2 separate regions of the Mus musculus genome follow, and region 2 is linked to region 1. Evidence: chromatin contacts called from public HiChIP or PLAC-seq data. All regions are on one chromosome and are shown on one strand. Each heading gives the region's core, a stretch centred on a gene start, on an enhancer-like site or on the middle of the called end of the contact. The rest is flanking DNA. Distances are from core to core; before and after follow the strand shown. Region 1 has its middle 71 kb from the start of Ctsc. Region 2 has its middle 110 kb from the start of Rab38.

Region 1 (4,921 bases), core at 1,081-3,580:
CAAAGGGACAAGAGGTCATGGGTGAGGACAGAAATCTTATAAGACTCAATAGAAGTGAGAGAGTAGGTGGAGGAAATCAAACTCACTCTGATGAGAGAGACATAGATAATTGAGTACTGATAAATTCAGTATCTGTTAGTCCACTGAATTTAATATATTATATATAGCATATAGTACTGAAGATCTTCATTTATTCTCATTTTATAGGATAGAAGTTTGCATTAGAAAGTTATCAAATAAAAAAAGAAAGAAAGAAAAGAAGAGAGGAGAGGAGAAGAGAGGAGAGGAGAGGAGAGGAGAGGAGAGGAGAGGAGAGGAGAGGAGAGGAGAGGAGAGGAGAGGAGAGGAGAGGAGAGGAGAGGAGAGGAGAGGAGAAAAAAATACAGAAAAGCTTTCCAGGACTCAGTCAGCCAATAGAAAAAAACCATTGGTGCTTTTGAAATTTGAACCCCGAGCTCTGAAATACTCCACCACAGTCAAAGTAAAAGCAGACACTGGTAGTTTTCATGTAAGGCTATGCTAGCCACATGGAGCATTAGAAGTCTTGAAGAGGCCCCATGTCAAATCTACTGATCAAAATCTCTATTTATTTATTTTTATATATATATATATATATATATATGTATATATATATATATATATATATATATATATATTGCCTTAGAAATCTGTTAGCCTTCTAAAGTTTCAAAACTTCAGAGTTTGAGGAAGGACATAACAACTGGTCTGTAGAACTTAAAAAAAAAAAATGGTGACCCAATCACAGAAGAACACACATGATATGCACTCACTGATAAGTGAATACTAGCCCAGAAGCTCAGAATACCCAAAATACAATTCACAAAACACGTGAAACTCAAAAAGGAAGACCAAAGTGTGGATACTTCAAACCTTCTTAGAAGTTGGAACAAAATACCCATAGAAGGAATTACAGAAACAAAATGACCAGCCAGAGACTGACTCACCTGGGGATCCATCCCATATACAATCACCAAACTCAAGACTCTATTGTGGATGCCAACAAGTGCTTGCTGATAGGAGCCTGATATAGCTGTCTCCTGAGAGGCTCTGCTAGTGCCTGGCAAATACAGAAGTGGATGCTTACAGCCATTATTGGACTGAGCACAGGGTCCCCAATGAAGAAGCTAGAGAAAGGACCCAAGGAATTGAAGGGGTTTGCAGCCCCATAGGAGGAACAACAATATGAACTAACCAGTACCCCCAGAGTTCCCAGGGACTAAACCACCAACCAAATAAAACACATGGTGGGACTCATGGCTGCAGCTGCATGTATAGCAGAGGGATGACCTAGTCTGTTATCAACAGGAGGAGAGGCCCTTGGTCCTGTGAAGGCTCTATGCCACAGTATATGGGAATTCCAGGGCCAGGAAGCCAGAGTGGGTGGGTTGGTGAGCAGAGGGAGTGGGGAGGAGATAGGAAGAGTGGGAAGGGAATAGGGGGAGGAGGTTTTTGGAGGGAAAACCAGGAAAAGAAATAGCATTTGAAATGTAAATAAAGAAAATATCTAATAAAAAAGAAAAAGAAAGCCAGTTGACTAAGGGCCTCCCCTGTCTTTGATGTCAGATAAGGCCATCGTGCTACATATGCAGCTGGAGGCATGGTTCCCTCCATGTATACTCTTTGGATGGTGGCTCAGTACCTGGGAGTTCTGGGAGGTCCAGTTAGTTAATATTGTTCTTCCTGTGGGGTTGCAATTCCTTTCAGCTCCTCCAGTCCTTCCCCTAACTTTTCCATCAGGGTCACTGGGCTAGAGCTGTGGAGTCAGGCTGGAGTGGGTGTGTGGGTGGAGTAGCACCTTCACGGAGGCAAAGGGGAGAAGGGGGATGGGAAGGGGGTGTTGTGGAGGAGTAACTGGGAAGGCAGATAGCATTTGAAATGTGAACGAATAAAATGATTACTAAAAAAGGAAAGAAAGAAGAAGAAGAAAAATCCTTGAGTTATTTAAAAAGGTAAAGCTGCAGTAGTGTCCTGTGGCATACCAAAGTCACCTAGAAACTTCACTAGCAATTTGAAAACAATTGCAACACATGGCTAAGCTGAGAACTTAGGGCAAATAGCACCTTTTTTTTTTTTTAATCACATGAGCACACAGCTGTCCTCTAAACAATACAGCAAATATTTGTGGACCTAACCTCAGTGTTAGAGGCTGCTACTCCTGATTCTAGTCAACCCCCTTTCCTGTGGTGTGGGGTTTTGTGGTTGCCTTTGCCTTTCTTTCTCTTTTGCCTTTTTCTTTACACGTATGTACAGCTCTTCTTTCTGAAGTAAAAAAACCAGGCCCTGGCTCTTAAGGTTTTACATGTCACAGACTGCTGCTCTAACACAGCTGCTCTTCTGCTTGCCACAAAACCATCTTCTCTGCTTCTCATAGCCCACATTTGTTTTCATTTTATTTTTTTATGTTAGCCTTGTCTTTTGGTTCACATGACATCATATCCTCCACCAGCATCAAATTATACCACAGATCCTTGAAAACAAACTGTACAGATAATAATAATAATAATAGTAACAACAACAACAACAGGAGGAGGAGGAGGATTAAAGGGAGGGAACACAGCTCTGCCTGTTCAAGTCAGGCGTTCTTTTACTTTCCGAATGCCATTGAAGCAAAGCTTCCTTTAACTGACTCCTCTGCTGCGTAGGAACGACCCACGGCCCACAAAAGAGCTCTGCATTCCCTCCCACGGGCGCTGCTTTTTCTTAGGCAGCAGATTGTTTTCTGGTTGACTGCTGGGCAACAATAGTTGGTGCATGCTGGCAGGCTCTCAAAAATGGATCTAGGAGGAGGATGGGGAACAGAGCAAATTGATGCCGTAGGTTTTCACTCAATAATTCCTTTCCATGGTCCAGGTTTACATGGGGGCTTCTGTTACCAATCTTGTGTGATCTTTTTAAGGATGCCTTTGTCTCTGGGTGACCTAGCAGCCGTATAGAACAGTAGTAAATCCACAGACTGCCTGTACCTTCTTCATCAGCAACTTTCTTCCTATTCTCACCAGTACCTGCCCCTGCTGCCAGTAACTGACTGGGGATATGATTGGCTCTTTTAGATTCTGCTCTATTCTTAACAGTATTGAAACTGGTAATTAGGGTAGAGGACTATGGAAACTGCACAATGGCTCTGCTAAGTATAACATGAAATGGCTCCAGGCTATTCTTACATCATAAAAAAAATCAGTAAATATGTAAATCGTTTTCACTTCCTCTTTTGTTTCTTGGAAAAAGGCAGAGTAGGAAGGAGGAAAAAGTAAAAGTGTATAGTAGTGGTAGTGGTGACTTGCAGAAATTAGACTGAGAAGATATGAAAACAACTGTGTTGAAAACAAGAAAACCAAAATAGCGTCTAAAAAGGAAGGCAAGCCAAACTTCTCTTGATAGCTGTAGAGCTTTAGTGTGATTTGGACCCTTGCTTGTACTCAGTTATTTATATACCCAGTGTTGGGCTGCAGAGATGGCTTGGAGATTTAAGAACACTGTCTGCTCCTTCAGAGGGCCTGGGTTTGATTCCCAACACCCACATTAACAACTAAAAGCCATTTGTAACTTCAGTTCCACAGATGTGAAGGCTTCTCATCTCCAAAGACATAAGGCACATATGTGATGCATAGACATACTTGCAGACAAAACACCCATATACATACAATTAAAATATGTAATCTAATTCATTAAAATATAAAGTACCCACTGTTCAGGTAATGAGTTCCAATAAAAGAGTAACTCTCAGTTATTTATTTCTGGATGCTCACTTTTAATCATTAATTTATTTAATTATTCAGTAAGTATTACTGAACATCTGATATGATCAACAGATTCAAGGAAGAGTCAAATAACATAATTTCTGACTTCATGTTGCTTACAATCACTTATCACCTATCTATCTATCTATCTATCTATCTATCTATCTATCTATCTAATCTATCAACTATTTGTCATATATCTATTTATCATCTATCTACCACCTTCATCATCATCTATATATCTCTGCATCTGTATTTAATTATACATGACCCTTACAATTTTTGTAAATGCTACAATGAGAATCTTTGGCAAATTGTCAGACCTCAATCCCAATATAGTAACAAGTCTATAGGAATAGATGAACCAGGGTGGGAAATTTTTCCTAAACCCTTCTTTCTTTTCATCCTATATTTTTTTCTGTTTCTTTTCAGAACTGGTCTGCAAGAGACTAAGTTCCATGATTGCACAACCATCTCTCCTGTTGAACCCCAAACACTACTTTTTTGTTTATGATTTTGTTAAATCTTGATGTGTTAAGCATCTAAAATTCTCTCCAAAAGAAATAAGTATTTTCTAGCAGATATGATACTAAAAATGTGTTACCATATCCAGGCTCACAAATTCTTCAGTAAATATTAATTAAACCCTTAACAGGAAATTATTTTTTTTGTTCTATTGTGGAAGAGTTCAGAACCAATCAACTATGAAGACCATATGCTTTAAGAAAAGGAAATAATGTTAGAGTTAGTATCCACTCAGAGGGTTACTCCATCAGACAATCTCATTTTGGAACCCATTTCCCAGCCCAATATTTAGAACATTAGTCCAATGCTTTTCAGTTGTGCTTCATAATACATGCTTTCTTCCTGGGATCTTATAGCAATCATACAGGTTATCTTGTGGAAAGAAAACTTAAAATTGTCAGACTATAATGTATTTTCTTTTCTTCTCTCTCATTGTGACATTCCTTCTTCATGCTTTCATAGAGCTCAAACAATTTGAAAGACCCACAACATGAGGACTCCCCCACGTTCTGACTCAGGAGAGGCGACACCCCAAAATCACCAACGAGAAACAGTCTTGCTGCAAACTGCAAGAGGATTTTTATTCAAGAGCGCTCTCGGGCCCATGGTCATACATCACGCAGAGGTAGAGGACTGTG
Region 2 (4,921 bases), core at 1,055-3,554, 330 kb after region 1:
TGATATTTTAAGAAAGAGAATATGTAGTTGGTAAAACTCAGCCACAGATCAGCAGAAAGACAAGAGTAAGACATAAATAATCTTTGAAAAACATGAGAAATACCTAAATAGTCTTCAATCAGAAAGGACTTGGAGTTGGATTTCTATCATATTAGGTTACCTGTTCTCAGTTCTGGGTCTGTGAGTCACATATATACAGAAATGTATGGAACCACACAGCAAAGTTTGGAAAGGTTTCAGGCCATTATTCATTCCACTTGTTTATAACTCTCTCTCTCTCTCTCTCTCTCTCTCTCTCTCTCTCTCTCTCTCTCTCTCTTTCTCTCTCTCTCTTTCATCGCTGTTTGGGAACAAGGATGTTCATAGTAGATAGGTCTCTAAGAATGTTCTTTGTTCTTATCTCTTCATTTCTCAGTTTCTTTCTTCTCTCTTCAGACTTCCACTGATCTGACTCTGTATCCTTGTCATTTGCATCCCATTGTTAGAGCCATCAGGATTTCCATTTCAACCACAAGGCTTTTATTCTAGAAATTGCCCATTTGGGAGTTGGGTCTGGTGGTGAAATACTATAATCCCAATAGGTAGAGAAACAGAGTCAGGAGAATTACAAGTTCAAGGCAAGTCTGGACTATAGAGTGAGTTGAAGGGCAGCCTGATATATGACCCTGTGAAAGAATCAGTTGACCCAAAAGGTGTTGTGACCCAAAGGTTGAGAACCCCTAGTTTAATGCTTCCAAATCAAGAATGTTTTAATAATATCTACTGTCACAAAAATACTACCTATATTTTGGCTCAACAAATGCTTTCTATACAATTCTAGAAAAACCTAAAATATCTATAGCTTCTTTCCCACCTTATTACCTCCTCTGCCTCCAGCCTGTCATTATTCCTCTGCCTTATTTCCATTCTTAAAAACACCCCACCAACTCTGCACTTTCTTTTGCCTGTCACTTTACTAGACACTATAAGTGATATAAAAAGTAGACAAGACAAAGGCTGAACAGATCAGAGTACTGGAATTTATTGAGAAATCAGTCATGATCACACAGAAGAATTAAAATGATCTTAGAACAGTATGCATTCAGAAATATAAATATCTCAAATGCTAGAATCTTGTAGATTGTGTTGATTTCTTTATAACTACTCAGCAAGTCTCAGACTGCTCCATTTTGCATGGGATTTCTCTATTCCAGTAACTTATATGCTTGTTCAATGTTTGTTAATGTGTTCATTAAAGTTTTTTTTTATTTAAATGCTTATGGTATGTATGTTTTAAATACTTCAAACTAAACTACTCCTTTAGCAAGTTATATATGTCTTAATTCTCTATAGAATAATTTCTACTTCAAGTGGCTGTTACATGTTCAGCGATAATTACTGATTGTTGCATATATTCTGAGACATGGCTGAGGCATTCTGAGCATTTTGCAAAGCTTTCATATGAAGCTTCTGCACTGTCCTCTGACTTCATCTCAAATGACACTCTTGAAACTCAGGTCTGCAGACCCAGACAGCTTCTGTCTGCCTTCACTAATTAGTGAGAAAGAGCTGACATATATCTATCTGGGGATTACCAGTCTCCCAAGCACACTTGCTGGCTTCCCTAGTCACTATGCTTGGGGATTATCCTGCAGTCATGTCATTCAGGAGGCAAGTGAGGAAGCCAGAATGCTAACCTATATCATGACTGACTTGAAATGCTCCAGGGATACCTAGAGGCAGATGTGCAAGAAAGAGATAATGAGCCTAAGACAGCCTCAGGGAATTAACTCAGTATCCCAGTAGGTGTCTCCTTCCCCAGATACATAGGGCTGCCCAGAGACACAATTAATTAAAGGGGTATTATGGTGAAGTTGAGCTCTACATAGGAATTATGTTCCCAGATTACTAGAGGGTCAAGGGCTTTCTGCCATGTATGTACAAAGCCAAGAAGATTTATAACTAGTGAGACCCTTTTTGCCTTTTCGTTGAAAATCTATGGCTTGTGATTTGTTAGAAATAACTATTTTATTTATTTTTTAAAAATTAGTTTATGTCGACATTTGAGTGTCAATTGTGATAAAATGCCTTTAAATTTTCAGAACCTAGACTGGCCTTTCAAACTGTATGAAGAGAGTTGTCTGTTATTTACCCTCAAATCGTCACTCCTTCCTTTTAAATATAGGTTATGGACAACTTAGTTTCCAGGGAGCACATCTCCATTTTAATAAGTCGAGAATAAAAGTCCCTGCTGCCTAGTGGTTGTCACAGTTATCAACAGTATCTGAGAATCTAAGCCCTCAGGTGTCAAAGGAGGGTTTCATGTGAGCATCTGGATCCTACCAACCATAAACAAGCTCACAGCTGCAGAGGGAAGGCAGAGAACCCCGAGTGTCTCAGGAGGAGAAACAATTCTCAGAAATTTCATCTTTCTCTTTTCCCTTATCTACATGCAGCATCTATTGTTCTTACAAGGGAACTCAGAGAGTCATTAACTCCCCATTTATCCCACAACTAAACATTTCCTCAGCTTCGCTGTGTAGTATGTGCTGCCAAGCAGTCTTATCACCAACACCGCCAACCGATAAACTCATATGTTAGTCATTTATTTAATAAATCTTTAGTTAATAGCATTTTATGTGTCACATTCTAGACATTGAATTATGAAATGTCTGCTCTTTATACTCAACACTTTCTGAACCCTTTAGATGAAGAACGTTGGAAAATCAACGACTTTAATCTGATACAAATGCATCGTGACAGAGGCATCATTCAATGATGACAATATAAATAAGAAACCAAAGATTAGAGGGCAAGAAGCAAGGTCATTCAGGCAGGAAAACACATGTGCAAGGAAACAGAAATTTATGATTGCTGGGGACATGTTTGCCTCATAACTCTAAATGGGCAAGGCAGAGAGTGGGATAGAAAATTCAGCTCTGGAGAGGTAATTCAGTCAGATGTCATACTAGAGAATATAATTTGTTATTAGTCTAAAAAGCAAAAATAATCAATAATGAACAATAGATTAGAATGCAGGTAAATTTTGCAAAAGAGGGACTAAAAAATTTGTGTGAAGTTTTTAGTAGTTTTTAGGTGGACTATTGTCCTCTAAGGCACAATGACATAAAGGCAAATAGAGGAAGACTCACAAAGGGCTTTGATAAACTCTGCTTGGTTTGTTTATTATTTATTTAATTGGAAGAAAGCTAAGCAAATTGGCACAAAACAAGATTTGAAAAAGCTGGCACTGAGCAAAGATGTACCAAATAACTTAAAATTAATGTATCTTATCTTTGTCACATTCCAGTACACTAAATTTTCCAACTGTGTATCTTGGCAAGTATCCTGGGGTAAGTATTATGCCCTCACCAATTCAGTATGCTTGAAATCTTAATCTCTACTACTTTGGGAAGTTGCCATACTGTGGATAGGATTTTTAAAGTGGTAATTGAGGTAAAATAAGATTAGAATTTGTTCTAACATAATGTGATGGGTATCTAGATATAAAATATTGTTGGTTTGTATAGACTCAACACACAAAGTCTGTTTCTCAAATGGTGCTTCTATTTTGGAAGGTTCTGGAAACCTTGAGGGGTAGATATAGTTGGAGGAAATGGTCACTTAGGGTACATTTCAAGACAACATGTCCTTAAGACAACATGTCTTTTACCTTAGCTCCCTTCTATTCCCTTCCTTTCCTCCTTTCCTCTTCCCCTTCTTTCTCTCATCTTTTCTCCTGTCTTTTCCTCCTCTCCCTCCCTCTATTTCTTTTCTTTCTTTTTCTTTCTTTCTTTCTCTCCCTCCCCCTCTCCCTCCCTCCCTCTCTTGCTCCCTTCCTTTCTCTCTTCCTTCCTCCCTTCCTTCCTCTCTGCATTCTGGCCACAACAAAGTGACCAACATTATTATGTTGCTTTCAATAGATCAGTGAAAGTGTGCCTACCAATAAACTTTGAATCCCTCAGCCAAAACAAATCTTTTCTCCTATAATGCTGTTCTCTTAGGTAGTTTTATCATAGCAAATAAAGTCTGAATAAACCCTAAACATACCCAGAGGAAAGAAAATGTGGAGATGCAGGGAGAGGTCTTAAAGAAGAGGGGCTGTAGAATCTGCTGATACTTTGCTCTGAATTCCAGCATGCAAAGCTGTGAGCAACTTTCTGTTGTTTCAGACTCATAGTAGCAGAATCAGTGATGCATTGATTAAAAAAAATATAGTAAAGATTTTGGAATATCTCTTTTGGGCAATATCTCTTTATACAGCAATTATCTAAGAATCTTTGAGGTTTAGTCAGTCCACAATAACCAGGATGCTCTGGACCACAAAACAACATAAGAATCAGATCTGATAACGAGTGCCTGTGTTTTTGCTGCTGCTTTTGTTTTCATACATTACAATGACATTGAGGACCAATCCTGCACTATTAGACCATTCTTATCAATTGTAGTATAAACAATTCCTGGTCTGAGTTCTACTTGTACTAGCATTCTCTTCATTTGCAGATGCTTGTGGTGGGAGTTACAAAGTCATAGCTCTTTAGTTTACACTTTTTTATTACTTATTCTTTTTTAATTTTATACCTATGAAATTCTATGACCAAAGTCTTCCCTTGTAATTATCTTTTCCTATTGCCTACCCTCCTACCAAATCCCTTCTTTCCAAATCCCCTTCCTATTTTTATGTTGTGTGTGTGTGTGTGTGTGTATGTGTGTATACATGTATCCCACTACATTAATTAAGGTTCCTCATAAGCACTGGTGGGAGGTTATGAGCTTGAGTGAGGCCAGTATATCAGTCACTTTTAACAGCCATTGTACATAACTTTTTTCAAGGCTTATGGTTTCTACCCTTTCTCATTTTCATACAGGCTTTGTTCTTGAGCACAGCCTGTAAATAAGACACCTGTTATCCTTCAGATTCCTTTACTTCAAGTAGTTTGTA

What was found. HiChIP or PLAC-seq counts read pairs in DNA pulled down with a chosen protein or histone mark.
Region 2: an H3K27ac HiChIP or PLAC-seq map of DN3 thymocytes shows a contact between it and region 1, with 6 times the contacts expected there. The contact joins two enhancer-like sites. A contact is called at or near these places in 3 of 39 promoter capture datasets (the HPC-7 cell line and second pharyngeal arch cranial neural crest), 3 of 15 datasets of contacts at CTCF or cohesin (CD8 T cells, large pre-B cells and pro-B cells), 30 of 484 Hi-C or Micro-C datasets (the AML12 cell line, the Ba/F3 cell line, DN3 thymocytes and 22 more) and 3 of 115 datasets of contacts at active chromatin or transcription factors (DN3 thymocytes, bone marrow-derived dendritic cells and large pre-B cells).

The regions. Positions count from the first base shown.
Region 1 is chr7:88,204,396-88,209,316 of GRCm38.p6, forward strand. No RefSeq gene overlaps it. Among named protein-coding and RNA genes, the nearest start is that of Ctsc, 71 kb to the right of the region's middle. Within about 2 kb of position 2,331, at least 133 of the 459 cell types and tissues checked have an H3K27ac peak or open chromatin away from gene starts, as enhancers often do. A contact at or near this core is called in DN3 thymocytes, where this site is marked.
Region 2 is chr7:88,534,652-88,539,572 of GRCm38.p6, forward strand. No RefSeq gene overlaps it. Among named protein-coding and RNA genes, the nearest start is that of Rab38, 110 kb to the left of the region's middle. Within about 2 kb of position 2,305, at least 8 of the 459 cell types and tissues checked have an H3K27ac peak or open chromatin away from gene starts, as enhancers often do. A contact at or near this core is called in DN3 thymocytes, where this site is marked.